Linked DNA regions of Mus musculus: all the other regions are linked to region 2. Evidence: chromatin contacts called from public HiChIP or PLAC-seq and promoter capture Hi-C data. All regions are on one chromosome and are shown on one strand. The core of a region is the stretch at or near the end of the contact, and the rest is flanking DNA. Distances in the headings are between cores, read along the strand shown.

Region 1 (7,235 bases), core at 1,877-4,376, 1.3 Mb after region 2:
TGTAATAGCCCTCGCTGTTCTGGAACTCACTGTGTAGATCAGGCTGGCCTCAAACTCAGAGATCCACCTGCTTCTGTCTCCAGAGTGTGTGTCACTGCCTCGCCTGACTGTTAAATGTCCGTTTCTGCTTCTTCACTGTGAGAGAGCTCTCCTAGGAGGAAGCTCTGGGCAGTTGGGGGAGGATGGGCATTTCAAGTGGAATTGCTTGGGGGATTGTGCAGCTGCGCTGTTGGAATACAGGAAGCCCTTCCTGAAGACTTCCCACGCCAGGGAAGTACTGGCCCATCTGATGTAGTGCAGGAAGAGAGAAGCCAAGTTGGGCTGGCTGTTTTGTTTTCTTGCAAGGGGTTTGAGTGCAGTAGGCTGCTCTAGGAGCGAGAGTGCGGGTGGCTGGAGTGTGGCTGATTACCCAGAGAGAGAAAAGCAGGCGCAGAGACTATATGGTTGGAAGGAAGCAGCCTTGAATTTTTGCCTTGTTACCTGACTCATTCTTTTTATCCTGAGACACAGCTTTCACATCCATGAAGTGGGGATATCGATAACAGGTGGTCACCCGCAGGGTTATGAGGCTATTATAGGATATATGAGGACAGCCTTCTGGATACTACTCTCCCATCTGTCAGCCACACTGACACAGCAGACACTCTGCTGTTTTGTAATAGCTCTTTGCTTCCCATGGCAATATTATTTCTTTTTTTTTGTTTGTTTGGTTTTTTTTTTTTTTTTGAGACAGGGATTCTCTGTATAGCCTTGGCTGTCCTGGAATTCACTCTGTAGACCTGGCTGCTTCTGCCTCCCAAGTGCTGGGATTAAAGGCATGTGCCACCAATGCCTGGCTGCGGTCATGGTGTTTTGACAAAGTAACTAAGACACAAGACACAATTTGGAGGTGCGGACTGTATTCAGCTGGACATTACTGGTCTTTGAAGGCCCCATGAGGCTGCTATTGACTGACCATTTGGCTGGAGCTGGGTGGCTCAGCATAGCCTCGCTCACAAGCCTAGAGGCTGGCAGCTTGCTGCTAGGGTCCCATGTGGCTTGCTTAGGAGGCCAACTTTCACTCTTTTGTCAGGGTTAAGAAGAAACAGCTTTGGGTATCCTGTGATCAGCACCATGTCACCTATGATGTATCACTGTGATCAAAGCAAAGTATGAGACTTGTGCAGATTCAAGGGGTGAAAACTCAGATTCTGCCTCCTGTTGGGAGGCCTGTCAAAGACTCGGTGACCCTTTTCAGTCCACTGCAGAGTGCTACCTCTCCTCACAAAGCCATTTTTGATGCAAACCCCCTTTTGTGTCACCACTCCAAGCCCCTCCCCCCTATCCTTCTGATACTTTAAATAATAATCTCTCATTTTACACCATGCAAAGCTTCATTCACCCACTCAACAAATATTTACTGTGTGCCAGGGACTGCCTGGGGAACAAAACAAAGTCCCTGTTCTATGAATCTAGAAGTCCAGAGCAGAGACAATCGAGAGACGGACAAGAGCAGTGTTGAACTGTTCTGAACAATAGGTTTGGAGACAACAGGGTAAGCAGGCAAGGAGCCTAGATGGGAGCACACTCAGCAGGGCAATGGGTGGCTCGGGTTTCAAAGTAGTCAGCTGACATTACCGAAGTGACAACTAACATGGGGCCGAAGAAAAAGTGCTAGAGGTGACACAGAGACATAATCCCTTCTAATTTTAAGTGCAGAAAAACACTATAGGTTGGCTATTGTGACATAATCTGTAATCCCAGCACCAGAAGATGGAAGTAGAAAGAGCTGGAGTTCAAGGCTATCCTCAGCTACACAGAAAGTTTTAGTACAGCCTGGGCTACATGAAACTATATCTCAAACAAACAAACAAACAAACAAGAACGAAACAAAATAAAACTAGAGCTAGAGGGATCCCTCAGTGGTTAAGAGCACTTGTCTTTGGAAAGGTCCTAGATTCTATTCCCACACCAACATGGTGGCTGGCTCACGACTATCTCTAATTTCAGAAGAGATCCAATACCCTCTTCTGACCTCCACGTGCACCAGGCATGTGTGTGATACCCATATATACATTCAAGGAAAACACACAAGTACAATAAAATAAATAAATCTGGGAGAGAAAAAAAAACCCCCAAACATAACCACCACTACTAGTTCAAATCCAAGTTTAATACACTTCATTAAAAAAAACAATAAAAAAGAAACACTAAAATATGGCAAAATCTCGACAACTCAAAGCGTTTTATTATACCTGAGTAAATTACAGCTCCCAGGTATGTAGTGGTTGGTGGTTCTGTGTTCACCTTTCACTGCCTGTCCTGCTTGCTCGTTGGCTTGTGGTCGAAGATCAAAATGACACCATTAAAAATGAAAGTTCCCCGCTTCTGGTTTCATTTCCTACCGCAAGGATGCCAGTGATTTTTTTCCTTTTTTTTTTTCAGAGATCACAAATCAGTCACCACTTCCTGCTTAAGACTCTCCGTAGGGTTGCTGCACAAAAACAAACTCAGGGAAACTAGGCACGGCTCGGAAGGACAGGGCCACCTGCTTGATTCAGGCAAAGGTGTCCCCCCAGTCTCACGTTTCGTGGTAAGTTCCGCGCTGGAACTGGCTCTTAAGCCAGCAGCCATCCACAGTGGCTCTCCCGTTCTGGCCCTCCTGTCCACCCAGTGTCCCCGAAAGGCTTCCCCAGTCTTAAGATCTACAGGGGCTGCGGGAAGGGGCTGGAATGTGAGTGGCCCCAGGCACTCCTAAACGATCTTTCGGACCGTCTTCAGAGATCCATTAAAATACTCTCTGTGCCTCAGTTTCCCCATCTACAGAAAGCCCATGAACCTCTATTGAAGCGGTGAAGCCTGGAGAAGATCAGGGCCGGCGTGTGTGCGGCTAAGGATCTCCTGTGACCGTGAGGGACCCAGGCCTAGTCCGCAGACCCTGGGGCGGCCACAGGGGCCACCTCGTCATCCCGGAACAGCGCTATCCGCGGACGACGCCACGCCCGCACAGCTGGGATACACTTTACTAGGAGCCGGGCGCGCCGGACTGCTCTGCGCAGGCGCGGTCCGCACTGCGCAGGCGTAGAGCTCTGCGCTGAGGTGAGGCATTGCGCGCCGCGAGGTGTGGGCGCGCGCTCCCCAGCCACGGCGCACGCGCGGGCCCGCGCCGACTCAGCACGGCCCGAGGGCGCGAGCCCGCCGTCACCGCTACCGCCGCCGGCCGGACCGCCGTGCGCCCGGCGTGCGCGTGGGAGAGAGCACGGCTGCCGGTGCCGGCGCCGCCCCGCTGCCTTCTATCTGCCTCAGCCTCGCGCGCCCAGTGGTGGCCGGTGAGTGCGGGGCTCGGGCCGCGGCCGCGGAGGCGCGGGCTCAGGGCGTTGGGCGGCGCGGGCCGCGGTGCGGGCTTCGGCGGACACGGCCCCCACCGCGCCCCGGCCTCGCTCCTCGTCAGGCCGGGCCCCGAGGGCTGAGGAGGCCGCGGGGCTGGGGCGCGAGAGGCCGCGGGGTCCGGGACGGCGGGGCGGGCGCGGCGGGGACCGGGAGGCCCGAAAGCCGAAAAACAAAAGAGGTGGCAGGCGGAGTGCTGAGCAGCCGCGGGGTGGCCGGCGCGGGGCTTCCAGTGCGACCGCACGAACCCCGGAGTCATTGTGCTGTCCAAGTTCCCTCCGCCCCGACCCAGCCCCGCCACGGCGCGCTGCCTGTCCCCGCCGGTCCTCGCCGGCTGCTTTTGTGGCACCGCTCGGAGGAGCGATCGTGTCTGTGTGCGCACTTGTGTCGTTTAATTGTAAGGTTTATTTTATTTTATTTTAATTTTTTTTTTGCGGAGAAATGCGCCGAGGAGAAAGTTGCTTTTTGAAAGCCATTTCAACAGTGTCTCATTCTTGCATAGTTAGACTGCAGCTGGGTGTTTGGCAGTGGGACCAAGATAATAGCAATACTGTAATGATTATGGGAACTGGTTGAAATAGGTTGGAGCTGAAGGCACTGCAAGAGTTTGCGGGTTCGTTTTAAATCTGACCAGCGCTGGCATTTCTACTTAGAATGGAAGCTTTATCATGGTTGTGGTAATGGGTTATTACTACTTGAAGTGAAATAGCAGCGCCTCACTGTGTGTGTGTGTATTTATAAACTGAGGAATGAAAAGTCTCCTTTCAAAGACAGGTCTCTGAACAGTGACCTGGGACAGAAGTATTGTGAATGCAGACATAAAAAGAGCTAGTTCATCTAACATTAGCATTCTCCGAATTTTTGTGGAGATACACTATAGATAATATTTCCACTCAGTGATACTGTTGAGTTTCGTGTAGTATTTAAACGTGAACTTTTTTTTTTTTTTCCTGGGTATGAAACACCAGGGCTTCCCACGCGGTTCGTGCTGGTCCACAAAGCCACGCCCCCAGTCCTAACAGGAAACTTTAAGGAACGTGGACATGGTTCCCAGTATTATTATGAATTTAGTTTTATATTTGTGGCTGTTGTAAGTGGGCCGATCCCTGGCCTCCTTTTAAGACACTTGAGCTTATTAAAAGGCTACAAGAGTACATTTTCCTGGAAAGGATCTTGTTAGGGACATTGCCATATAAGCTAACTTATACGTGATCTACAGGCAAAGGTGGCTTCTGTTTGGGAGGGACCCACAAGTCACAGCTTTTAGGACTGTGTGGCTCAGGAAGAGATGATGCCTGGACAGGTAAGTCCTTTTGGCTCAAAATCCATAGTGTGGGGCCAGGACAGCTTTGGCAAGCTCCCTAGAGTAGATGGGACCTACTGTGTTTGAGGCTGGCAGCCCACTAAACAAGGAAGTGTTGGGGGTGGAGTTCCAGCAGTAGCTGTGAAGGGTGGGAGGAGGCAGCACGGAGGAAGCGGGGTATGTGAAGTAGTTTGGAACTCTAATCCTGTTGTTGGAAATTACATAATCCCCCAGTCCTCAAAACCCTGTTCTGGAGCTGGTTAGATAACTCTTCTCCATAGGAATTGGGAGATCTAAAAGACATTTGTAGGCTGGGCAGTTAGCTCTTTGTGTGTTACGTGTGAAAGGCTCGGAGTTTGAGCAGTGGCACAGTCCTTCCCTCAGAATATAAAGAGGTGTTAACCCGAGTTGCTTTAAAGATGATTGAGCATGTAGAAGAAAGGATTTTATATTACACTGTATAATGCAATAAAACTAGTTTTGACATCATTGCCCTTTCTTGGGATGTTAATTTGAGTAAGAGAAGTAGGAACTTTGTTCACAGAAATTTTGAGTCGACTCGCCCCTTAGGTCTTAATTTTGAGAAAATAATTAAAAATGAATTACAAAAGATGTGGCTCAACATGTTCATATAGTGTGCAAATCTTTTTAGTTTGCATTAGACATTTTCGGTTTAGATGAATTTTTACCTGGGTCACTTCTTGTTTTAAATTCAGTCACATTAAAAGTTAATTTTTTTTCATTATTTGTGTGTGTGTATGATATGTGTGCAAGTTGGCGTGTACCTCAGTGCAAGTGTGGAGGTCAGAGCAACTTTGTGGAGTTGCTTCTTGCCTTCTACCAGAGGTTGAATTTAAGTTGCTGGGCTTATTACAGCCAAGTGCTATTTCCTGTGGTGCTATCTTACCAGCCTGTAGTTGTCGTCGTCGTCGTCATCATCATCATCATCATCATCATCATCGGATCATCATTGCTGGTGGTAGCAGCAGTGGTGGTGATGATAGTCACTACAATTGGAGAAGCATATAGGGAGTGTGGCTCAGTGGTAGCAAGTGTTCATGAAGCTCTGCGTTTGAGCCCTAGCACTGCAAAGATCAAAATAATCAGACAATTATGGTTTCTGTGGGCTTTGCTTTAAATCTTGGAGTCTACCACTTAGAATACATATTTTTGTTACCATTTCCTCTACTAAGATTCCTAAAATAATCAGCAATAAATTGTTATTGGAATCTTTTTCTGATACTTTTAGAATTACTTAAGTTCAAGAAATTTAAAAGGCTGGCAGTTAATGGCTGTGTTTTTTGTGTGTGTTGGTAGTGATAAATTCCAGGGACCTTAAGAGTACAGCTGTCAGCCTCCTCCCGGTCCCCTGAGACACACTGGTCTCACTAGACTACACTGAGAAGGTGTGTTTGACCACTGTCTCTGAACTGTATTAATAGTGGATATTTGAGCCTTTTTGGCTTTGTTCCTCTACATCATTTTGGCAAAAAGTTTATGACTTAAGGAAGAAAAGCAGCCTCATGTACAAGAAATGAAATTTATATATCTCAGTTTCTGGTACTAATTTCTAGGAATTATGATAGATCGTATTTAAAATCCCTTAAAGGCATTGCTGATTATAAAGCCTACTACCTATAATTCTTAAAGATTTTATCTTTACTGGGTTCTAGTATGGAAATATAATTCGGAGAATTCTGTATGATTCAGCGTTCAGTTTAAGTGGAGTTTAGTGGGTGCTGTTGTATCTAATCTGCAATCTTGGAACTGGGAAATAGAATTTGTGTGTGCTGCTGGAGCTGGAAGACAGCATTACTAGTGTTGACCAGAGTTTACGGACATGAAGATGTTTCCTTATCAGCCTTAAAATTAATTAAAGTAGTTCTATGTGGAACTTGCTGATGAATACTTCCCCTTGCTGGAAAGAAAATGACTGGAATCATCTTATAATAGGGGAGTGATCTTACCACTGGGCCCCTGTGAGTGTCACTGCCTTCTGGGGAAACCTGGGAGAGTTTCTCCTCCTTCCCAGCCTTGGATGGGGATTTTGCTTCAATGTTATTCCTATGAGAACTGTTGGCCTGCAGGTGCTGTAGCACCCCTAGTGTACACAGAAGACCTGCATGTTGAAGTTCAGAGTAACTTGTGGGGGTCACCTGGCTCATATTGGTAGCTCTGGAGGGGAAATGGCCACCCAGGGCCTGCAGGACTGGACAAAGCTTAACTGGTTTTCAGAATGTGAGTGATGGTACCTGGGAAGTTTAGATAAGTAGATTCTGTCTTGGCACTTTCAGAACCAGAGCTTCTGACTTAAACAGCACAATATAGACTAGCCATTGAGTGTATCAGAGTTTTGGTTATTTGGAGTCAGTTAAGAATTAGTTAAATACAGATATATAAGGGTGGAACAGTGCTTGATGGTGCTTACTTGTTTTAGTAGCTGACACAGCCTCGAGGGTTTCTGCGAGTGATTGTTCTTGGATTAATGTGTATAAGGGGAACAGTTTATGGAAAGCAAAGAGGCAAGGCATGAGCTTCCCTGTGTAGTAACTCCCAGAAATTTTCC
Region 2 (6,600 bases), core at 2,258-4,757:
CAGCACCTTGCACAACCACTGAGCCACAAACACCAGTGGTGCCTAGGGTGGGAGCTCTGGCCAAAGAGCGACCCAGTGACCTCACCTCAAATACTGAAGGCTGTGGCTATGATTTTTGTCCAGTCCCACCCCTCACCACAGGCCTGTGACTTCAGCCCAACACTGAACACTCATTCTGGTGACCCTAATCCTCAAACAACGCAATATTATGGTCACACCCTGAGTCCTGGCCATGCTCATATATTAGCCTGATCGTGACCACATGCTGAGCCTTGACACTGGCCACACTCTGAGTCTTGACCCTGTAGCCTGAACCCTGTAGCATGGATCCTCTGGTAGTACACTTCCTGAAAAAGCCTATCACAAAGGGCATGTTCCCCTCCACGAGTGAATGTGCTATAGGTTGGGGCTTTGACATGACTCACCCTTAGCCTAGCCTGGCTCCACTTCCTGAGTCTCTAGTTTTTCTTGTTCTCTCTTTTCCTCCACAGCCCACCATACTCCTTGGAGAGCCTGCCCGTTCACATAGCAAAGAAGCCACTGTTCCTTGGGCGTGGATTCTCAAAACTATGCCTTTCCATCAGACCTCTACCTCTTCTTAGGGGGATACCACAGGATTCCCCTACTTGGACACATGTCACAGTTGGGTGCAATTGTAATTTTGCCTTTAAAAGTCAAGTCAGCACGTGGAATGCGAAACTACAACTGGTTTCTGTTTATGTCACTGCAGGCCTTTGGAAACATGGTCCCTCAGGTCAGGGATATTACACATTTGGAGCCAGGCCTCTAGGAAGCTGAGTATCCTCTCCCACTATGGTCCCCATGTTGGGTTCTGGAAGTTAAAGCCACTCCTTGCAAACTCTGTGTGATATGGAAACCTGAGTCACATGAGAGAGTGTGCGTTATAGGTCAAATGTACACTATGTGTGTATTGTGAGGTAAGCGCATGTGTACATATGAGATCTGGGGGCTGGGTCTCTGGGGTAACCCCTTGGACAGTGGGCTGAAGCTCCACAGGCCCTACCGAATCCTGGGGCATGACCCAGTTTTAATCTCTACGGCCCCTGCTTACCCAGAAATGATTTTCCCCTCAGCACTGTTCATGGTTCTGTCTGCAATGCCCACTTCCCACAGGCTACCAACTGTCACCAGCTTGCCTTCTGCCTGAAAGCTCTCAGAGCTGTCCCTGCCTTTCCCTGGGTTTCTTCACATGCCTACTCCTCCATGGAGACAGGCAGGCGAGATAGGGAGGCATGAGAAATCTTGTAAGGAGGAAAGGGAGGTTGGCGATTACTCCATCTAAGCAATGGGCACCTCTGTAGTCCAGGCCTCCTGCAGCCAAGGGCTTACAGACAGAGGGAACACCCATGCAGAGATGGCTTATGGGTTTGGAAGATGGCTAGGTAAGCCAGACCATGGGTAGATAAGTGATCTGTCCAGACTGACCCCCTCCAAGGCCACTGTAGGTAAGTTGGGAGGGCAAGTCTGGCTGGTGAGGCTGCGCTGGAATGTGTGATCTCAAAGGCTTAACCCCATGGAGTAATGGGAGGCAGTAGAGGGTAACTCTTAGTGCCAGGTCCAAGGGGACCCCAGTCTTTCTCCCTTTCTGACCAGTTACCCACTGCTAGAGTGCACTCAGTCCTTGAGATAAGTCTGGAGTCATGTGCCAAGCCCCAGGTCCTTGCCAAGCCCTTCCCCTAGAGAAATGTATGATCCCATGTTCACAAGGTGGCAGGAGAGAACCACCGGCAGAGATGGAGCCAGCTGTCCCAGGGGAGTCCAGAAAACTTGACGGAAATACTTCTAAGGGTCCTGGATTTCAGTCACATCATGTGCCTAGTATCCTCTGTGACTCAGTTTCCTCCCATGTCCCATACATTTTAGCACTGGCCTGCACTTAAGTCACTACCCACAGTCATGTGCTACAAGACAGTGGCTGTCCCAGGGCAGGGTTTTGGCTCACAGTGCAGCAGCAGTAGCTGACAATAATGTATGGTCAGAACAATAGGAACAAGGAACAGGCAACAGATAGCCTGTCCAGAGTTCAGGGGGGTGGAGGGAAGGAGGGAATCCAAAAAAATAGATTCTGGGGGCAAGGCCAATCAGATGTGGTGGAATGGGTGTGGGGCATGAGGAAGAGTTCAGGGTGAGTGGGATGGTGGAACTGCCAGGAAAAACCATGGGTAGCACCAGGCCAATCACAAGGCTCCCATCTTCATTTCAGAAACACTGTGTTCAAGGTGCATGTTATGTCCAGGTCCTGGGAAGAGACAGAAGTTTCGACATCAGAGAGGAGATTCTGGAAGGAGACATGGATTTGGGAGCCACCCAGCCTTCCTTGGTATTATTAAAAATCTTGTACTGGAGATCCCTGGGGAATTTGAATGGAGAGAGCAAGAGATTTAACAAGAGAGGGTGGGGAAGAACAGGCAGACGGGTCCTGGGTACTCAGGCAAGGGTGTGAATTAAGGAGGAACAAGTTTCCACAATCTGTGTTTCTATGGAGCTGTGACTAATCACCCCCGTGTGGAGGTCCCAAAACAACACAATTATGTTTTCTCCCACTTCTGAGGACCCAGGGTACTGAGATCAGGGTGCCAACAGGTCTGTAGTCCGAAGTTTCCCCGCCTTTTGGAGCTCCTGTAAACCACTTGCACTTCTTGAATGGTAGTCTTCCTCCATCTTCAAAGCACAAGGCTCAGGCTCTGTTGTCAGTTCATAGCCTTCCTTTGGAGTGTCTTCTCTCACTCGATCCTTTAACAACGAACCGTTGTGCTTACAGACAATCAGAATAAACTTTATACTTCGACGACTTTCTTTTGGTTATGCCTGCCAAGTTCCTTTCAGCTCTTGAACTCGCAGGTTCAGGGATCTAGAGACTGGGCACCCACACAACTGATCGAATTCAGGTATGTTCAACATACAAAATGGTTCATTTCATCTCAATGCCTCTCAAAGCCTCTACGCTATATACTACGATTCAAATCTCATCATCAGCATCGTCTAAATTGGACACGTTTTGAATCCTAGCTAAAAGAAGGGTCCACAAGGATGGAAAGGGGGTCCTGGCAACCGGCGGGCCTTGGGTACCTCCCACCGCAAGGTGGCGTTGGACCCAGCCTTCCGTCCGTGCTCTCCGGGCCATGGCTCCCAGGATCGGACGCTCCGCTCGAAGATTCCGTTCCTCAGGAAACGCGAAGCGCCCTGTGGCTTTTGTTGTTCTACCGGAGGCTGAGCCGCTGGGCCCGGACCGCTTCCTTGCTTGGTCGCCCCTTAGCGACCTAGACACCACCGAGACAGAAGTCTCCCGGTGGTCTAGAGCGTCCCCCGGAAGTGGGTCGGGGAAGGCCGAGAAGAGCGGGCCGGTGGAGAGCTGCGTGGCTGGCGTTTCCGGCCGGTAGCGGCGGCACGGGGTCCGCAGGTGAGTGGGGCTGGGCCGTGCGGGGCTGGGCCGCCGCCTCCGCCGACTGACTTGGAGGCTCATCCCAGAGCCGGACGATCATCGTTGTTTCTGCGCTCGGGAATCGAGTCGCATTCGGGACTCGAGCATCCCTTCTCAGGTCCCCTCGGCTCCCAGGCGCTTCACCAGTCCGCAGACCGGGCAAGCTCGGTTATTCCTGGCTCTCCCCGGACCCCTTCATTCGTTTCTTGCCTGTGTTTTGAGTTTTTTGTTTTTTGTTTTTTTTCCCCCGTGTGTCGTCTGGGCTGCAGCTAGGTTGCAGGCTGTTTCTTCCATCCATTCCCCAGACGTCTCAGGACCTGCGGGAAGAAATTTGCCTCTCCTCTTAGGAGCTTCTCCCACTTTATACTCCCGCTCCAGAAAAGGTCCTTTAAGCTTCTGTTCAAGTGGTCCTTGGTTATCAGTGTTCCCTTGGAACAGTTCTTCCCAAGGTAGAAGCCTCCTGGATCTCTGCAGTCACGTTTAAGAGGTTCTAAGAGTGGTACCAAATTCAAATTTCCTCTTTCCCCTTTCCCCCTACATTAGCACTTACTGGGTAGCCCAGGCTGGCACTGTACTCAAAGCCATTCTGCCTCAGTCTCTCAAGTGCTGAGATGGTAGGCTTGGACCACTACATGGAGCTTGGCAAAAATTTCATTTCTGAAGTGGGTGTCTTCAGTCACTAAACCACTCTCAACACATCTGCAGGGCAGGCACTAAGCCATCATAAGTTGAGCCTCCCGGTAGCCTAAGTTGCTGAGGAATTCCTCGGCTGCCTGGGTTAAACATTACCCCTGAGAGTAGACTCTGGCCTTGATTTCCCTCTGCTCCACAGTGAAGTGCCCACAACAAATACTGTGTGCCAGTGGTATGCACACTATCCTCGATCTAACTAGCAGAGGAGAGCCTTGGGGACCAGCACTGAGTTCTGCAGACCAGGAGACTGACTTAAGGGAATAGAGTTACACAGCTGGCCGGTGGCAAGCTGTATTCCCTGCCTATCTTTGGAACTTCATTTGAATAAATGACTCGTGTGTCTTATGTTGTGGTCTGGGGTGCACTTTTATACTGCTTGTGGAAGTAACTCTGTGGCCTTCTGACTTATCGAATGCTCGATTGGGAGGAGCATTCCAGATAAGATTTACAGGGAGAGAGAAGGCGTTAGTTATGCATTGTGACTCTTAGCCTTTTCTGAACATTTCTAAAGGTTGCTGGTGCTGCTTACTGTGTCGTCTGAAAGGAAGGGCTGGTTAACACACACACACATACACACACACAGGCCAAATGGCACTGATGTTTAAAATCTAAGCATATCTTGAGTGCTTGCTCTTAGTAACATTTTTCTTTCTCCTCTGCTTTTCTAGTTCCTGGAGTGTATGGGTTAAGCAACGTTGTGAATCCTCACAAGGAGTATCTCCAGCTTAGGGCCATCAAATCTTCATTAGCCTGAAACCTGGACACAGTTGAAGGGGAAAGCTGCCACATTGTGACATCTGTGTGGAGGCCGTAGGCTCCAGGTGCACCCCAGCAGTCCAGGGTAGCTCTCCTGTCTCCTCCCCTGAAGAGAACAGCACTACCAGGATCTGAGGCCTAAGTATGCTAGAGTCCTGATACTGAAGGCAAACTAAGGCAAGAGACTGCTGTAGACAGGGTAGAGTCAAGAATGAACTTGACTTAAGCCTGGGATCAGTTCCTGGGGCAGGTAGAGAAGAGAGGGAGAAACCGTGGCCCCAAGAGCCAGAGAGAAACATAACCAAGTAAGGACAGGGGCAGCCTGGCTCCGGCTGCTTCCTCATGGCCTCCAAGCAGGCTGCAGCCAAGGGCAAGGGGGAGAAGCGGAAGCGAGTGGTGCTAACCCTGAAGGAAAAGATTGACATCTGCACCCGGCTGGAGCGTGGGGAGAGTAGGAAGGCTCTGATGCAGGAGTATAATGTGGGCATGTCTACTCTGTATGACATCAAAGCCCACAAGGCCCAGCTCCTCAGGTTCTTCGCCAGCTCAGACTCTCGGCAGGCGCTGGAACAGCGACGTACCCTGCACACCCCAAAGCTGGAGCACCTGGACCGGGTGCTCTATGAGTGGTTCCTGGTAAAGCGCGCTGAGGGCATCCCTGTGTCGGGCCCTATGCTCATCGAAAAGGCCAAGGACTTCTACAAGCAGATGCGGCTGACAGAGCCCTGTGTGTTCTCTGGAGGGTGGCTTTGGCGCTTCAAGGCCAGGCATGGCATTAAAAAGCTGGATGCCTCCAGCGAGAAGCAGGCGGCTGACCACCAAGCTGCTGAGCAGTTCTGTGGCTTTTTCAGGAGCCTTGCAGCGGAGCACGGGCTGTCTCCAGAGCAGGTGTACAGCGCTGATGAGACTGGTCTTGTCTGGCGGTGCTTGCCAAATTCTGCCCCAGATGATGGGACTGTGCCCCACTTCAAACAGGGCAAGGACAGGCTGACTGTCTTGATGTGCGCTAATGCCACAGGCTCCCACAGAATCAAGCCTTTGGCCATTGGGAAGGGTGGCGGCCCCAGAGCCTTCAGAGGCATCCAGCACCTGCCTATTGCTTACAAGGCCCAGGGTAATGCCTGGGTAGACAAGGAGATTTTCTCAGACTGGTTCCATCATATTTTTGTCCCCTCGGTGAGAGAGCACTTTAGAACCATAGGCTTACCAGAAGACAGCAAGGCAATTCTCTTGCTGGACCATTCCCGGGCCCACTCACAGGAGTCTGAGCTAGTGTCAGAGAACGTCTTCACCATCTTCCTGCCCTCCAGCGTGACCTCCTTACTGCAGCCCACAGAACAAGGCATTCGCAGAGCCTTCATGAGGCTCTTTATTAACCCTCCCGTGGCCTTCCAGGGCTTCCCCACCCGCCACAACATAAATGACGCCATAGTCAACGTGGCCCGTGCCTGGAATGCTGTGCCTAGCCAGGTCTTCCAGCGGGCCTGGAGGAAACTGTGGCCCACTGTCACGTTCACTGAAGGCTCCTCCTCTGAGGAGGAAGCAGAGTGCTGTGCCATCAAGCCTCACAAGACGTTCGCACACATCCTTGGGCTTGTAAAAGAAGGGCCAACCTGTTCTGGCAGCAGGCTTCAGGACAGCAGGGTTGAAGAGCGGGTTGTGGCAGGGAGGGACATAGATGAGGCCCCTGCCATTGTGGCACCATCCCA
Region 3 (7,023 bases), core at 1,218-3,717, 1.2 Mb before region 2:
GGACTACCGGGGAGAAAAGGTGGAAGATGGCAGACTGTATGTGCCCCCTCTCTCCCAGTGAGGCAGGAAAAAGACCACTGGGCCAAGGTAGTCACACACCATCATCAGAAGTTACAGCTGAGGGCCCAATACCCCCAAGCCTCCGTGCCATGGTAATGAGAGAACGTAGCTGCACAAGCCTCAGCGGCCCCACTTCTCTGGGATCCTGGCTCTCTAGCCACCTCAGAGCTGTCTCTAGTCCCCAGACAGCTTCCCCAGCAGTAGGTACCAACACTCCTCCTTGTTCGGTGGCCTCCTCCTCCTCCTCTCCAGCCCCGATGCTAGAGGGCAGGCTAGCTGGGGATGGAGGAGCAGCGGGGGCCACCTCTTCTCTGCAGCCTTCCGGAAGGCCTCCATCATCATCCAGGTGTAGCCACTGGGCCACCTCTTCAGGTGCCAGGCGCTTGTAAGCCAGAGCTGCCAGATGTGTGAGGTCACTGAGCACCCTGCTGTGTTCGGCAGTCTCCTCTACCTGGTGAGCTGGCTGCTGCCCAGGCTCAAAGGCTGCTCGCAGACCCAGCAGCCAGCAGCGCTCTATGCTGCCTGCCTGGACCAAGTCCCAAGAGAGGCCAGCCAGGTACAGCATGTCCTTGAGAACGAAGCTTCTCATGAAGTCCAGAGGGGAGCCACTGGCACAAGACACAGCAAGCCGCAGGAGCTCGCGTTTGTACAAATGCTTGAAGGCTGCCACCACGCCGTGCTCCAACGGTGCAGGGATGTGTGCTCGGCTGGTGCCCTTGGATAAGAAGAGCACTCGAACTGCACCATCAGGTGTTTGAAGTTCCTCTGGGGACCCAAGGAGCTCAGGCTGGCACTGCCTGGGAGTCTCCTCGCTCTCCTCCAGGGGAGGCATGCTAGTGGCCCAACTCGGACAGGGTGGATGGGCCACCAGCAGCACAGCCTTCTGTTGCAGGCAGCTTCGGCGCAGGTAGCGCTTGACGCCAGGGACAAATTCCTCGAAGAACCAGCCCCGAAGAAGCGGGCGACTGAGCCAGGCATCCGGACTGTAGCGGTAGGAGGCCGGGAACTTGTCCTGGTTGTGGTGACGCAGGCTGGGTGGGTCCGGTAGCTGCCCGATGACTAGTGGTTTCAGCTTGTGGCTGCCCGTCAGGTTGGCGGCCAGCAGTACTGTCACTCGGTCACTGCGCCAGCGTCGGCTGCACCCACCAGGCTCTTTGGAGTCCCCAGTGCCCGGAGTTGAGGCCTGCTCCGGAAGTAACCTCCAATAGAGACCAGTAACGTTAGCATTGTAGATCTGCTCGTCGCCATAGCCGCCCTCGGAGTGGGGTAGAGTGGCTGGCGCGCCGTCAGGTACGAGAACTGCGCCTGGTGACTGCGCCGGCTCCTCTTTGACAGGCGCGGGGCCTGCGACCGGGGACTCAGCCTCACCATAGATGCGCTGGCTAGAGATGCCATGGCGCTTCTGCCAGCGCCAGAACCAGCCGTGGCTAGCCTTGAAGGTACACTCGGGGCCGTAGATCTGGCGAGCAAAGGCCTCAGCCTGCGCTTGGATAACTGGCCCGGATAGCGGCACACCGTGCTGGCGCAAGGTGAGGAACCACGAGTAGACGGCGCGGTCGATCTCCTCCTCGTTGGCCAGACGCATCTTCTTGCGCTGCGTGCCCACTTCTCCACCCAGCTGGTCCAAAAACCAGCGCAGCTTGGGCTCGTCCTTGAGCCAGCCGCGCAGAGTGCCGCCTGGCACGCCGAAGTCGCGGCACACGCTGGCCTGCCGCTCACCGCCCTTGACGCGCTCGATGGCTTGCAGCTTGTCTTTGATTGAGTAGGCCTTGCGGAAAGTCATCTTCACGGCCACCCGGGGCCGCGGCCCGGGCGCTGGGGGCGGCGGCGGGCGCGCCGTGGAACCCGGGCCGGGCGCCGGCGATCGCGGCGGCTCAGCAAGGCACCGTGGCTGGGGAAGACGAGCGCGATGCGGGACCGGGTGCAGGGCTGGGCCGGCCGGAGGGCTCGCGGGGTACATGGCGTCGGCGCCAGGGACCACCCGGGAAAGCGAGCCTGACACCCCGCGCGGGCCGCTCGGGGCGGGGCTCGGGGGCGGGGCTGCCCGGGTCCCTCCCTTTTGTCTCGCCAGCCTTGCCTGCCCCGGCCCGCAAGGCCCGCCCACTTCGCCTCGTGGCGCCTGCGCACAGTCTGGCCTTGGGCGCGTCACTAGCGCGTGCGCACATCAGCTTCATTACGTCCCGCCCTCGTCGGACGGATCCACTCTTCGAGCTGAGGAGGGGTTCGGCGTGTTGGGAGATCCGGTTCTCCGCTCCTAGCGACAACTCTTGAGGTGAAGCGCGGCTCTCAAGGTAGCTCTTCCTTTGCTTCTACCATGGTGGTTCCTGCATGCATCGTGATGCACGCTCTGAGGGCAAGACAGCGCGTGCCCAGGGTTGGACCCCCCGCCGTGCCTTTCGTGGTCTATGCCGCTGCGTTTTCCGGGAGCTGCGCGGGCGCCCTCCCTCTCCTTTGCAGTCCTGAGCTCGCAGTTCCAGGTTTTGGTTGCTGCGTCCTTGGCTGGCGTGTGAGTACCGGGGGCCCCGCCTCAAGGAGCGCACGTGCGGCGGAGGCCTGGAGTGCCCGGGCCCCGCGCCGTTAGGGTTGCCTCCCGTGGGACAGTGCGGGCTGCGGGCGGGCGTCTGGGCCTGTGTGGAGGCGGGCCGCTGGCCACATGGTTGCCAGATTCCGGAGCGCTGCTTCAGGCTGGCTGCGCGGTGGCTCCGCACATCCCAGCACGGCACGGCCTTGAGTGACACGGTTGCCTGCGGTCGGGCTGGCTCCGGAATTTTGGGGGCCCAGCTCTTGCTAACGCCCTAGGTCTTTGCGGTTAAGCACCAAGGGCGTACCTAACTCTAGGCATAGAGGGAGGTTGCTTCGGGTGCTGACTGGTGGAACTCGTACGGTCCACGAACACAGGGTAGAAAAAAGGGCGTGGTGGTGTCGATTTGCTCAAAAGTAACAGGACTAGCTCTACTTACTGATTTGAATAAGGTGATCTGGGCAGCTTTCTTTGGAAAGGGGCGTTGAAGGGTACGGTCGCCCCTTTTCTAATACATGAGCACTCTCTCCGGGCATCATGGTTTTCTAGAGTGAACGGCTACCCTGCAGCAAAAAGAACTTGGTGAAGCTATAATGTTGGGATGCTACTCCCAAGGATGCTTCTGAATTGGCCCTGTCACTCGGGGATGGATAACTGGGTCTTATCTCAGGCGGATTCTCATGGATGAAGCAAAGGATGGATGTGACAGGACTACCGAGTGCCCCCTAAGCCAATCCCGTGGGGCAACAGAGTCAAGAGGAAGAAGTCAAAGGGACAAGGAGTCCCCTTCCCAGGCTCTGTGATGGCCAGTACATCATGAACCTTCTCTCGGACTGTGGGAGGAGAACTCAGCAAACAGTTGGAGAGTTGGCAGAGGGAGCCATTTAGACTTGGTTGCCTGGGATTTGCTCTGCATGGCTTTCTGCCCTCTCAGGAGAAGGCTGCTGCAGGGTCGTCCTCCGGGCTTATCTTTTGGATAGGTGAGGCTCCGTGGCATAGTACAGATGAGGCAAAAGTGCTTGAGAGGGCTTGATAGCAAGAGTGACACTTGGGGGATGCAGGTAGGAGATGCTGGCATTAAACATTTCTTCTGAGCCAGGGGTCTAAGATGCTGTGTGCCTATTGAATGTTGGAGTCATTGAAACATGTGAAATCCGGGTGCTGGAACGTGCTTTGGTCTCCAGTTCCACACATCACTTGACTCAGCAGACTTGGGTGGTTCTACCAATCAGAGTTTTCATTCTCCTTCCTGTGTCTAAGATGACACACAACCAATGCCCCCAAGGTATGGTCCAGATATTATCAGGTGTAAAGGAAGAGCTGAGAAAGCAAGTCGTCTAGCAGAGTCCCAAGACCTGTGTGTCAGGTCAAGGTACCGTCTGCTGGAACAGAAATAGAGCCAACAAACAATAGCATTTGGGGGTAAGGAGATTGGGGCTGGGTGGGTTTAGACTGGAGTGACAGCATTAGCCTCTGGGTCTCAAAGTGGGCAGACAGCTCAGGCCAGTGTTTCTGAGTAGGACTGGGATATCCCAGAGGCAGAGAAGCAGGGTGGGAGCTTGGAGATGAGAATCTACTAACCCATGGGAAAAAAAGACCAAGACACCACTCCTGTGCCAACATAAGCTGCAGTGGGAGAGTCACACTGCGTGGCTGTTGTGACTGAAAAGCTCGTGAGTCCTCACATTCCAAGTGCTACCAGCTGCCCCCTTTGAATACCAGACACAGAAAAAGCCCCCATGGGCAGCATCTGTTCACAGACTCAGGCCAGGTGAGCCCAGAGGATGTGGCTATAAGCGTGAAGGGATACAAGTTGAACTTTTCTGACAGACCTGTTCCCTACCCACCTTGCACATTTCTAATCCTGTGGAGGACAGACAGTACTGGGAGCTCATCACTGTCAAGACTGAGGGGGTGACATGCTACCTCCGAATGTCCAGAGGACAGAAAGGTATGGGCTTAGGGCTCAGAAAGCCAGCTTTTCTGTGGACTTTTATTCCCAGCATGTGGAACCCTCAAGGTGTTTGCTACTGAGATGGGGCACAGCTGTGACATAGCCTTTCTCATCTTCCTCAGGGTCCAGTTCCCAAGCCAGAAGTACCCTTGGCAGAGGCTGCTGCCTGGCCCAGATTGGTAGGAGTTATGAGAGCCCGGAACACATGTGCGCTTCTTTACAGAGAAGTGGTAGCTCAGCCCTGAGAGGCTGCAGCTAGCTAGTACAAGCTTCTTGTGAGTGGAGGAAGCTAGGTCTGGGTGCTGGGCTACATAGCCATGCCTGGCTCTGTTGTTATCTCAGGACCTAAGACCCATCAGGCCTTGTCTGACACTTGAGCTGTCTGCATGCAGTGCCCCCAGAGCTCAGGCATGAACTTGATAGCTGACCAGGTCCTTAGGTCCTATATCCTATAGCCTATGACTGGGAGCAGGGCAGAGCCTGCTTGTCTGGAAGCTTGCTTTCTCTGGTACTTCAGTCTCTTCAGCATGTTCCTGCTATTGCCTAGATTAAAGCCTCAGGAAGAAGGCGGCCAACCCTGTGTAGGGATGTGGGGACAGACAAGCTTGCCCTGTGCGGGTTTGAGACACTCACTGCTACTTGTTTCCAGGCTGGTTTTTCCTGGACAGCTTGCGGGCGCGTGTGTGCGTGTGTGTGTGTGTGTGTGTGTGTGTCCTCCAGGGAAGCAATGGAGTTCAGGTATGCCAAAGTCTGGGTGCAAACTGGCTAAGTTCTCAGCCTGTTGTGCACCTGTGGGGAAGCAGGCTGGGGAAGGGAGACTTTGTCTCCCTTGGGAGCCTTTGCTGCTTGTACTTACTACAACCAATGTCTTAGGACGGCACCCCTATCTGCTTGGTCTCTATGTCCCCAACACAGAGGTGGTATCATTCAGTGTTGGTTCCTGGTGGCAGCAGAGACCCACAGCTTGGAGCTGTGTGGACCTGGAGCACATGGTCCCAAAGCCCTGTCAGTGAAGGAGAGAGGCTGGGTTTCTTTCACAGCTAAGGGAGCACCTGTAGGTGCTAGCTCACCTTGATGCAGGTGGGAGCTTAGAAGAGGGTGGGAGCAGGCAGCTTCCATGGTGGTTTCTGCTTGTCTCTTAGATAATAGGAACCTGAGAGCTACATATCAAGGGCTAATGGAAGAGTGCTGCCTCTCAAGTTTGAGGGCTTAGGCAGCCTCCTGGGATTTGGTGGTGATAGATACTACCATTTTATCTTGTGTTGCCATGCCATCTAGACAAGCAGTTTCTAAAAGGCTGCCCAAGCTGCTGTCTTGGCATGGGTGGCCTTTCCCACCGCTCTAACCTTGCTGCTTTTCCTTCATGCTGTCCTAGGAGGCCAAAGCAAAAGTAAGTACGCCCACATAGCACCCTGTATCTCCCTTCACCTGAGCCAAGGAGCCCCCCAGCCATCGCCTTGCCAGAGAGAGGCATACCTGTGCAGAGTTGAGCTCGCTGGAACAGGGCAGTGGAGTGGTTAGCTTGTTCTAGTGGCAAGTAGGTAGCTCTGTGGCCCTGGCACCAAGCAGGTCAGCATATAACCCTCTCTGCCCTATGGAGAAGCTGTGGCCTGAGGAAGTTCCTAGTTTCTGTGACCCTGTCCTGCCCTGTAGTGGGGTTGGGTGGGGAGCATTGGAAACAGCTTCAGGAGGGTTCCTAGTCATACGCTGGGGGGGAGGGGACAGGTTAGTGGGCATTGCTGAAGGGAGTGAGGATAAACCAAGACCTGCAATAAGTACTCCATGAGAACAGCAGCCTCAGGAACTGGGCCGGTCATGTCCTGCTGTGATGGCATATAGTGCCCCTTGGTGACAGCGGGTGATGTCACAATGAAATGCTCTGCCTCCTGGAATTCCCTCTCAGCCCCTGCCCCTGCCCCTGCCCCTGCTACTTGGCCTTGGTAAGTGAGGGGGTGGCCTAGAGACCTCTCTACATTGGGCCTCTGGCTCCTGGTCTCTGCTCCTCACAGTGAGAGAGCTTGGGTGGATTGCACTAAGAACTTTAGCTCTCACTTAGAGGTAGGCTTCCGGGTAAGACAAGAAGAGTTTTCTGAGGTCCTCCACATGGGTGAGGTTTAGATAGCCGACACTCTTCCAGTCACGTGCTTTGTCGGGTGTATTAGGGAAAGGCCCTAGACAGTGATGTATCGTCACCTCGTGGATGCCCAGCAGATGGCCTGGGTCTGTTACCACAGACCCACAGAAGAGGCATTAGAGCAGCACCTGTACCCTTAGTCCTCAAACGTTAGATGAGTCCAGACTACAAGCATCTTGATAGGGTTACCCTTGTAGGGCAAGGCAGCTCTGAGAGTTCTTACCTGCAGCCTTCCGGGCTGGCTGGTAGAGCCTGGAGCCTGTCCTTTTTGTGGAGCCATATCTGGCTTCAGGAGTAGCAGAGGCAAGTCCTGCCTACATGACTGCTGCTGTGTGCTTCAGAGCCGCACCCTGC
Region 4 (7,161 bases), core at 601-3,100, 1.0 Mb after region 2:
TCTCTGTGTAGCCGTGGCTATCCTGAAACTCACTCTGTAGACCAGGCTGGCCTTGAACCCAAAGATCTACCTGCCTCTGCCTCCTGAGTGCTGGGATTAATGGGGTGTGCCGCCACCACCTAGCTGCATTCTGCACTTCTTACTGAATGATGAACCCCCAGACTATGTTTCTAGATGGCAAGGCACGACCTGGCAGTTGAACAGACCCTCTCAACTTCACATGCACCACACACAAATGATGCATACGCACACACACCACATGCACGCCACTCTTCTCCTCTTCTTGCAAAGGTCGTGTTGCACCACGATACCCAGCAATGCCCTAGGGTTCCATCACACATCAGCCATCTCCGTTCTCCAGCCTCCCCTTGCACCCACCCATGCACCTGGCCTGTCACTTATGACCTGTGCACCTTGTCACCCCTCGGACATAGTCCAGCAAGCACAGCAGCAGCCAAGAGCCCCACTGAGGCTGTAGACTTATGCCTCAGGACTGCCCTGGCCCCTGAGCCTCAGCGCCACCCTTCTCCTCAGGTCTGTATACCCTGCCAAGTGATAGGACAGGACCCACCCAGGTGCTTCCTGGAGGTGGAAGGGCATGAAGGAGTAAAAGCCAGCACAGCCCTTCCTGTGTTGTTCCAACGTGGAGTCAGGGCAGGGATAGGAACTATGCATCCAGGCTATAGGCACCGCGTATCCCAGGCATTGAAAGTCTCAGCTACTGGCTGAGTGTAGAAGGAACGGGTGGGCACTGATCCCTAGGCAAGGACCATGGCTTTCTGGACCCACCTCTGGGCAGCGTGTGAAACGTGAGCTCCTCCAAGCTCCAGCCCTTTACTTGCCTGCCAGTGACTTTGAAGCCCTACCTAGCCCTCAGCCCCGCAGCCTAACAGAAGCCTAAAACCTTCCCTCCAGGACCAGAAGTCGCTGCTGACCTAGGGGAGGTGGTCTGGCAAGCCATGGGCTCCTGCCTAGGGTTCAGTTTGCCCCAGTGGGAAAGATACAACAAGATTCTATGAATATTATGATGGGTGGAGACCAAGGCTGGGAGATTACACCCCTCTTCTAGAACCTTCTGTTCCCTTAGGATCAAAGCCACCACTGGAGCCTCTAAGGGCTGCTAAGACTCTGTGTGCAAGTGACCACTCCCTCCCAGCTTCATAGCTCTGCAGACTACGCAGCTGACCCTACCAAGATGGCTTCCCCTTCCTCTACCCATCCAGGCAGCCCCGTCCTGTGGCACCTCCCTCTATCCACTCCGGAACCCTGCCCTCACTTCTCATCTGGGCTGGCTGGATCTGTCACTAGGCACCCACTTCTTCCTCTACTGTTTCTCACACCCAGTGTGAGCTCTGAGGGCCCGGGGGGTCTCCTGCACACAGCCCTCCCTGGTCATCGATGTCAGAATGGCTGTTGAGTGGATGCTCGAGAAAGCACTGTGGTATGACTGAAGTGGATGACAGACATGAAGAGCAGAGGGCTAGAGGGAACTCCTGGCAGAGCAAACAGCCCTGCACAGCCTCAGCCCCAGAGACATTCAGCCCTTGCTGACCAGAGACCATCCTCTGCCAGCTGTCTGTGGTTACACCTGCCTGGATGTCCTAAGCCCCTGGCTGCTGCGACTGGACGGGACCCACCCAGCAGATCTTTCTTCTCAGAAACTGGCCGAGCTGTTCTAAGACAACCCATAGCCTTGGGCCAGAAGCCAACCCTGCCCCCCTCCACTCTTCCTGGTCCGAACAGCTGTGGCTCACCCCTCTGTCTAGGGAAGGTGTGGTATCTCCGACCCCACCACCACCCCTCTCCCGCCCCCAGGCTCCCTCCACCCCAACCCCGCCCCCCTTCCTCTAGGCAGCCAGGCCAGCAGGGGTTGGGAGGGAGACCGCTCCGCCCCCACCCCTCCCACCCCTCTGCCTGTGTCCAAAAGCAGCTGGCTGGCCTGACGTCAGGCCCTGGGAAGGCACTGTCTGTGGGTCCACAGACCTAGAGCTTCAGGGGACAGGCTCATCCCAGAGGAAGGTGCGGCAAGAGCGGGTGAGTTCCCCAGGCACTGCTGCCTCCTGCACCCCTGTGCACAGAGCGGGCTATTCGTATTGCCCAGTTGGGTGACTTAGGAAGAAGAGAGGGGGTGAGAAACAGGACCAAGAAGCAAGCCCAGTTCACAGCCCTCTGCCACAGAGACAGTCGCAGAGATGTAAAGAGTTTGGAGGGGAGAGGGGCAGAAGTGGCACCCTCCCTGCCCCGTGGGGTTGCTCTCTATTCTCCCAGTGACCCTCACCCACCTTGCCCACTCTGGATTTCATTCATGAAACCGATCACACACTTGCGCATCCGCTGCTGAGTCCAAAGCCAAGGGCTCAGTTTCCTCTCCTGTCCAGGAAGGCACTTGGGATGGTCCCACAGACCAGGCAAACAGCATTTGATGAGCTCTGGGTCCCTAACCACTAGCACCAGGAGGGGACAAGGCTTGGAAAAGCATCCACTTTCTCTACAAGGAACCACATCTGCCCACCCCTGGCTCAAGGTCTCTGCCCTAGTCCAGGTCCTTCCTCTACCTCTTTGGGAGTGGGGAAACTGAGGCCCATTGCTGGATTTTCTGCTCAGCCCGCAACAGGACCCCCAAGCTGATGCTTCCGGACTGAGCTTCCCTGGTGTAGCTGCCCTGTGAGAAGGCTGTAGAGCAGGGTCCCGAGGGGGCTGGCTGGCTGGGAACTGGCTGGTGGCCAGAGTGGCTGGCGGGGGCAGGCTGTGGAGCAGCTGGGTAGCCTCAGGCAGGACGGAGACAGAGGCTGGTGGAGGGAAAGCATAGCCCGCAGAGGTTACCTGCCTTTGCCTGCCTCTGTGTGCTGCCCCAGAGCAACAGGCTGCCAGGGGGTTGCCTGGCTGTGTGTCTGCTGAGTAGGTCTTTCTGCAAGCACGGTGGGAACAAAGGGAGCTGTGCTTCCTCCTGGGATTCTTCAGGGGATTTCTTCAAACCTGTACAAGATAGTGTGAGATGGGGTTGGCTATGGGGTCTTTCCTGTTTGTTGCTTGTTTTGTGGTAAGGCCTCAATCTACATCCCAGGCTGCCCTGAAACTCTATTAGCTTGATGTCTTCATAGCTTAGGTTGCAGTGTTCTTCCTGAGTCAGCTTTCAAGGGCTGGCTTTAGAGAGTGTGTGCATCAGACCCATTTCCAGTGGGTTTGGGGGGTAGGGGTTGTTTTGTGTTCCTTGGTTTGGTTGGTTGGTTGGTTGGTTGGTTGGTTGGTTGATTGGTTGGTTATAGTTCTTGAGACAGGATCTCCTGTAGCCCAGGCTCACTGTGTTACTCAGACCTCAAACTCACAGTAATCCCCCTGCTTCTACCTCCCAAATTCGGATATTGCACTCTCACTAGCTCCAGTCCAGCCAGATACCACGCAAATAAAAACAGGGAGGCAAATGAACAAGACACTGCCACACAGAACGGAACACAAACTAGGGAAGGTGATTGTCCCAGCCACGCCCTCGAAGGAGGTGAAGCAGGTCCAAAGATGTCTGAGTAAGATTCCTTCCATAGGTCTAGTCAAAACCAAGGCAACAGTGTACCTAGGTTGCCCCAGCTCTCCACTGCATATTGGACCACACAGTGACTACCCTGGGGCTTTGAATGTGTCTGTCCAGCCTTCCCCTCCACTACTCTCTTAGATGGGTCTCCTGGCCCTGCTTCCACTCCAGATGTGAGCTGTATGAGGAGGGACCAACTCAGCCTAAATCCCTTAAGACCCCAGTGCTGGGGTTTGAGTCGGATCTAATGCCTGCAGAACCCCCTGCTCTATGTGCATTCTGGGGGGCGGGGGGCAGACTATAGGTGGCTGAGTCAGTCCTCCTCTGCATAGGGTGGGCAACAGGCCTGGCCTGATGTGCATTCAGCTTCCACAGAGCTAATAGCTGGGAATTAGACAGCACAGAAATCAAACCTATTACTTCTGTCCCTATTGTGTGACACAAAGCATCAGAGTGAGCCTCTCTAGGCCCCATTGGCCTCGTAACCAAAATGGGGTCAGCAGAACCTACTTGGGGTTCCCTTGGGAGGGAGAGGGGTTAGTGAGATCTTTGGAGGTATTCTCATAGGGACCAAAGAATCATGGGATTATAGCTTTTTCCTCAGGGAAGGTATCCAAGGTACCGGGAACTTAAGGGGGTTCAGGGAGTATTGTGTGGGATACTGACTGTGAGTACTAAGCACTTATGACAGGAGACTTAAGCACAGGGAACAGAGTGTGCAGACTCTACCAGGTAACCCAGGCACAAAGAACAGCATGCCCCAGATGGAGAACAGCGGATGCAGAGAGCATACGCACCAGGCACTCAGAAGAACTAAGCATTTCCCCCACCCCCACCCCCCCAACTCTGCACATCCCAGCAGCCCTTCAAAAGGTTGAATTGGCAAACAGAGTGTCAAGGACCAGGGAAGCTATAGTTGTCTAGGCTAGAGGTGAGCAAGGAACCAACATGTCAGGGAGACCTGAGGACATTAGAAGCCCCAAGTGTGACCAAGTGTGATCCTCCAGAAACGTGCCATTCCTGTTAGTCCCATTCCCAAGGTCTCAGGTAAAGTTTCTCAGATGGTGACTTTGGGGGAAGTCAGCAAGATACAGCCCAGGTCCTGTTCACAACAGTGCGTGGTCCGCTCCCAGGAAAGCTGGGTTGTGGGGTCTTAAGGTCCTAACTGTGCTTCAGAGAGCTGCCAGGTGACTCGGAGAAAGTTGGATCTTTATGCCAGACTAAACGAAGAGAAACCACGGGGCAGTTGAAGCCAACAGAACACAGTTGCTCCTGGATCTAAAGAGGAAGCTACGGAGTCCAGCACAGTAGTTCACACACGTAATCAGCCCTTGGGTAGCTAAGACGGGAGGATTGCTGTGAGTTCAAAGATAGCCTATGTTTACATAGTAGGTTCCAGTTCGGCCTGGACCAGAATGTGACTGTCTCAAAAACCATGATTAGTAATAAAAATAAGCAAGCAGGTGCTTCCCTAGCCATGGCTCTCTTGGCCTTAGAAGCACTAGGTAGATCTTTATTACGGTTACACTCTAAGCCCAGGCAAACTCGTACATACACCTGTGACTTCAGAGTCCCCAAGAACCTCTCAGTTGCTACAACTAGCCCCCCTGCTCCCTACATGGCTCTTGGTCCCGCCCAACGCATATTGGATCCCCAGGGTCATGACCCTGGGCAGATGGCTTGCCTCTCCTGTAAAAGCTGCCGCCCCGCCCCGCCGCCTTGGAGCTGTGAAATACTCATACTCCCGCCCAGACGATCCCTAGCGCCTGCCCCTCCCAAGCCTGGCGCAGGAAATCAGGTGGAGCAGGATCCGGAGCCACCCTTTAGCTTCCTGGTCCCATGTGGAGCCAGGCTGGGCAGCCAATCTGCAGAAGAGACAGTGGGGCCACTAGACAGCCAAGAAGCCACATGCTGACGTCAGGATGGGTTTGGGCAGAGCCTAAGGAAAAGCCAAGACAAGCCACTCCCCACTCAAAGGTTAAGGAGAGAAGTAGCCGTGGCCCCTGGTGACCAATAGGGAATCCTACACTAGAGCATGCCACAGGTCCACTCTCACAGCTGTGAGCGACAGAAGTTGCCACTCCCATTAGAGTTCAGAGCATGGTATATCAACTTGACTTAAAAGGGAGGGTGACTTAAGAAGTTAGATCTGTCCCTGAGAGCTTCCTGAAATCTCTTGAGAAATCCTGGGCTGGCTGACATGGCCCACTCGGGATCCTTCAGCTTGCTCACTGTAACTTAAAGCTCTTTTTGTGGGCGATGTGGGCATTTCCCACTGAGCCACACAACACCCCCAGGCCTCTCTGCAGCACTCTCTTCATTTATGTAGATCCCCAAAGTCTTGACTCAACAAGGTGGAGTGAATCCCCAGGGTCCAGGTGGCGGCAGAGCAAGCTCGAAGCAGACAATTCCATGGAGTGTGATGATGTGCTGGGGTAGGGACAAACCCAGCAGTCTGGGTGACGTCGAAGGGCTTCCTGGAAGAGGTTTCAGCTTCGCTCAACTACTGGATAGGGAGGGCACAGCTGGAGGTAAAAACCAGTAACAGGCCCCCAGCTCCACTCTTAGTGGAACCCGGAGGGCTCTGGGAAGGTGAGCAGTGGTTAGACAGTGAGTATTAGGGCAAGAAGCCTGCCTTGCTCTGCCGACTTTGGCAGGACGGCTATTCTGTGCTGGGCTCTGATAGCCCACCATCCCTAAAGTGCTCTGACTGGTGGGAAGGTACAATATACAGCATCATAGAAGTAGCAAAATCATTGAATGAGGAGTAGAAGGCCAAGTTGAAGGGACACCCAGAAGCTGGGCAGGGATCATACCTGCAAGAGGAGAGTTTCTTTCTAGCAGGCAAAAGCCTTGGCAGCAGAGGGTCACTCCAACCCTGGTCAAGACCCAGCCTCAGGCCCCAGGGGAGAGGGACTGCACAACCCCTCCCCCTGAAGGCTGTTTGTGTGTGATCTGGGGGGGACCTAGACCACTACAGCCTGCCCTCAGCAAAGCCTCAAATGGCCTATAACACACAGGTTCTGGCTCTGATCTCCTGGAGGGAAGAAAAGAAGTTAGCAGGGGGGCTGGAGAGGTGGCTCAGTGGTTAAGAGCATTGACTGCTCTTCCATAGGTCCCAAGTTCAAATCCCAGCAACCACATGATGGCTCACAACCATCCATAATGAGATCTGATGCCCTCTTCTGGGATGTCTGAAGACAGCTACAGTGTACTTACATATAATAATAAATAAATAAATCTTGAGAAAAAAAAAAGGCCGGGCAGTGGTGTTGCACACCTTTAATTCCAGCACTTGGGAGGCAGAGGCAGGTGGATTTCTGAGTTTGAGGACAGCCTGGTCTACAGAGTAAATTCCAGGACAGCCAGGGCTACACAGAGAAACCCAGTCTCGAAAAGAAGGAGAAGGAGAAGGAGAAGGAGAAGGAGAAGGAGAAGGAGAAGGAGAAGGAGAAGGAGAAGGAGAAGGAGAAGGAGAAGGAGAAGGAGAAGGAGAAGAAGAAGAAGAAGAAGAAGAAGAAGAAGAAGAAGAAGAAGAAGAAGAAGAAGAAGAAGAAGAAGAAGAAGAAGAAAGAAGAAAAGTTAGCAGGGCCAAGCAAGCCTCTACCCCGCATGCTCACTGTTTGCAGAGGCTC

What was found. Promoter capture Hi-C pulls out the DNA fragments that hold promoters and counts their contacts. HiChIP or PLAC-seq counts read pairs in DNA pulled down with a chosen protein or histone mark.
Region 1: a FOXA1 HiChIP or PLAC-seq map of pancreatic cancer cells shows a contact between it and region 2. The contact joins the promoter of Ptk2 here to the promoter of 4933427E11Rik in region 2. A contact is called at or near these places in 2 of 115 datasets of contacts at active chromatin or transcription factors (embryonic stem cells and pancreatic cancer cells).
Region 3: a contact with region 2 is called in a promoter capture Hi-C map of pre-B cells, with 3 times the contacts expected there. The contact joins the promoter of Eef1d here to the promoter of 4933427E11Rik in region 2. A contact is called at or near these places in 2 of 39 promoter capture datasets (hippocampal neurons and pre-B cells).
Region 4: a promoter capture Hi-C map of embryonic stem cells shows a contact between it and region 2, with 2.1 times the contacts expected there. The contact joins the promoter of Gpr20 here to the promoter of 4933427E11Rik in region 2. A contact is called at or near these places in 6 of 39 promoter capture datasets (the C10 cell line, embryonic stem cells, liver and 2 more), 1 of 15 datasets of contacts at CTCF or cohesin (large pre-B cells) and 2 of 115 datasets of contacts at active chromatin or transcription factors (embryonic stem cells and large pre-B cells).

What each region holds. Positions count from the first base shown.
Region 1 is chr15:73,419,082-73,426,316 of GRCm38.p6, reverse strand. Ptk2 (PTK2 protein tyrosine kinase 2) reads left to right here and starts at 3,126. Exons shown (of 35, transcript NM_001358046.1): 1 at 3,126-3,308.
Region 2 is chr15:74,706,068-74,712,667 of GRCm38.p6, reverse strand. It overlaps 4933427E11Rik (RIKEN cDNA 4933427E11 gene), which reads right to left and starts at 3,507. Exons shown (of 1, transcript NR_033197.1): 1 at 2,294-3,507. Jrk (jerky) reads left to right here and starts at 3,346. Exons shown (of 2, transcript NM_008415.6): 1 at 3,346-3,421; 2 at 4,804-6,600. The coding sequence starts at 5,234.
Region 3 is chr15:75,904,788-75,911,810 of GRCm38.p6, reverse strand. It overlaps Eef1d (eukaryotic translation elongation factor 1 delta (guanine nucleotide exchange protein)), which reads left to right and starts at 2,467. Exons shown (of 10, transcript NM_029663.2): 1 at 2,467-2,566; 2 at 5,911-5,925. It overlaps Tigd5 (tigger transposable element derived 5), which reads right to left and starts at 2,076. Exons shown (of 1, transcript NM_178646.4): 1 at 1-2,076. The coding sequence starts at 2,020. The coding sequence ends at 92.
Region 4 is chr15:73,702,194-73,709,354 of GRCm38.p6, reverse strand. It overlaps Gpr20 (G protein-coupled receptor 20), which reads left to right and starts at 1,850. Exons shown (of 2, transcript NM_173365.2): 1 at 1,850-2,034.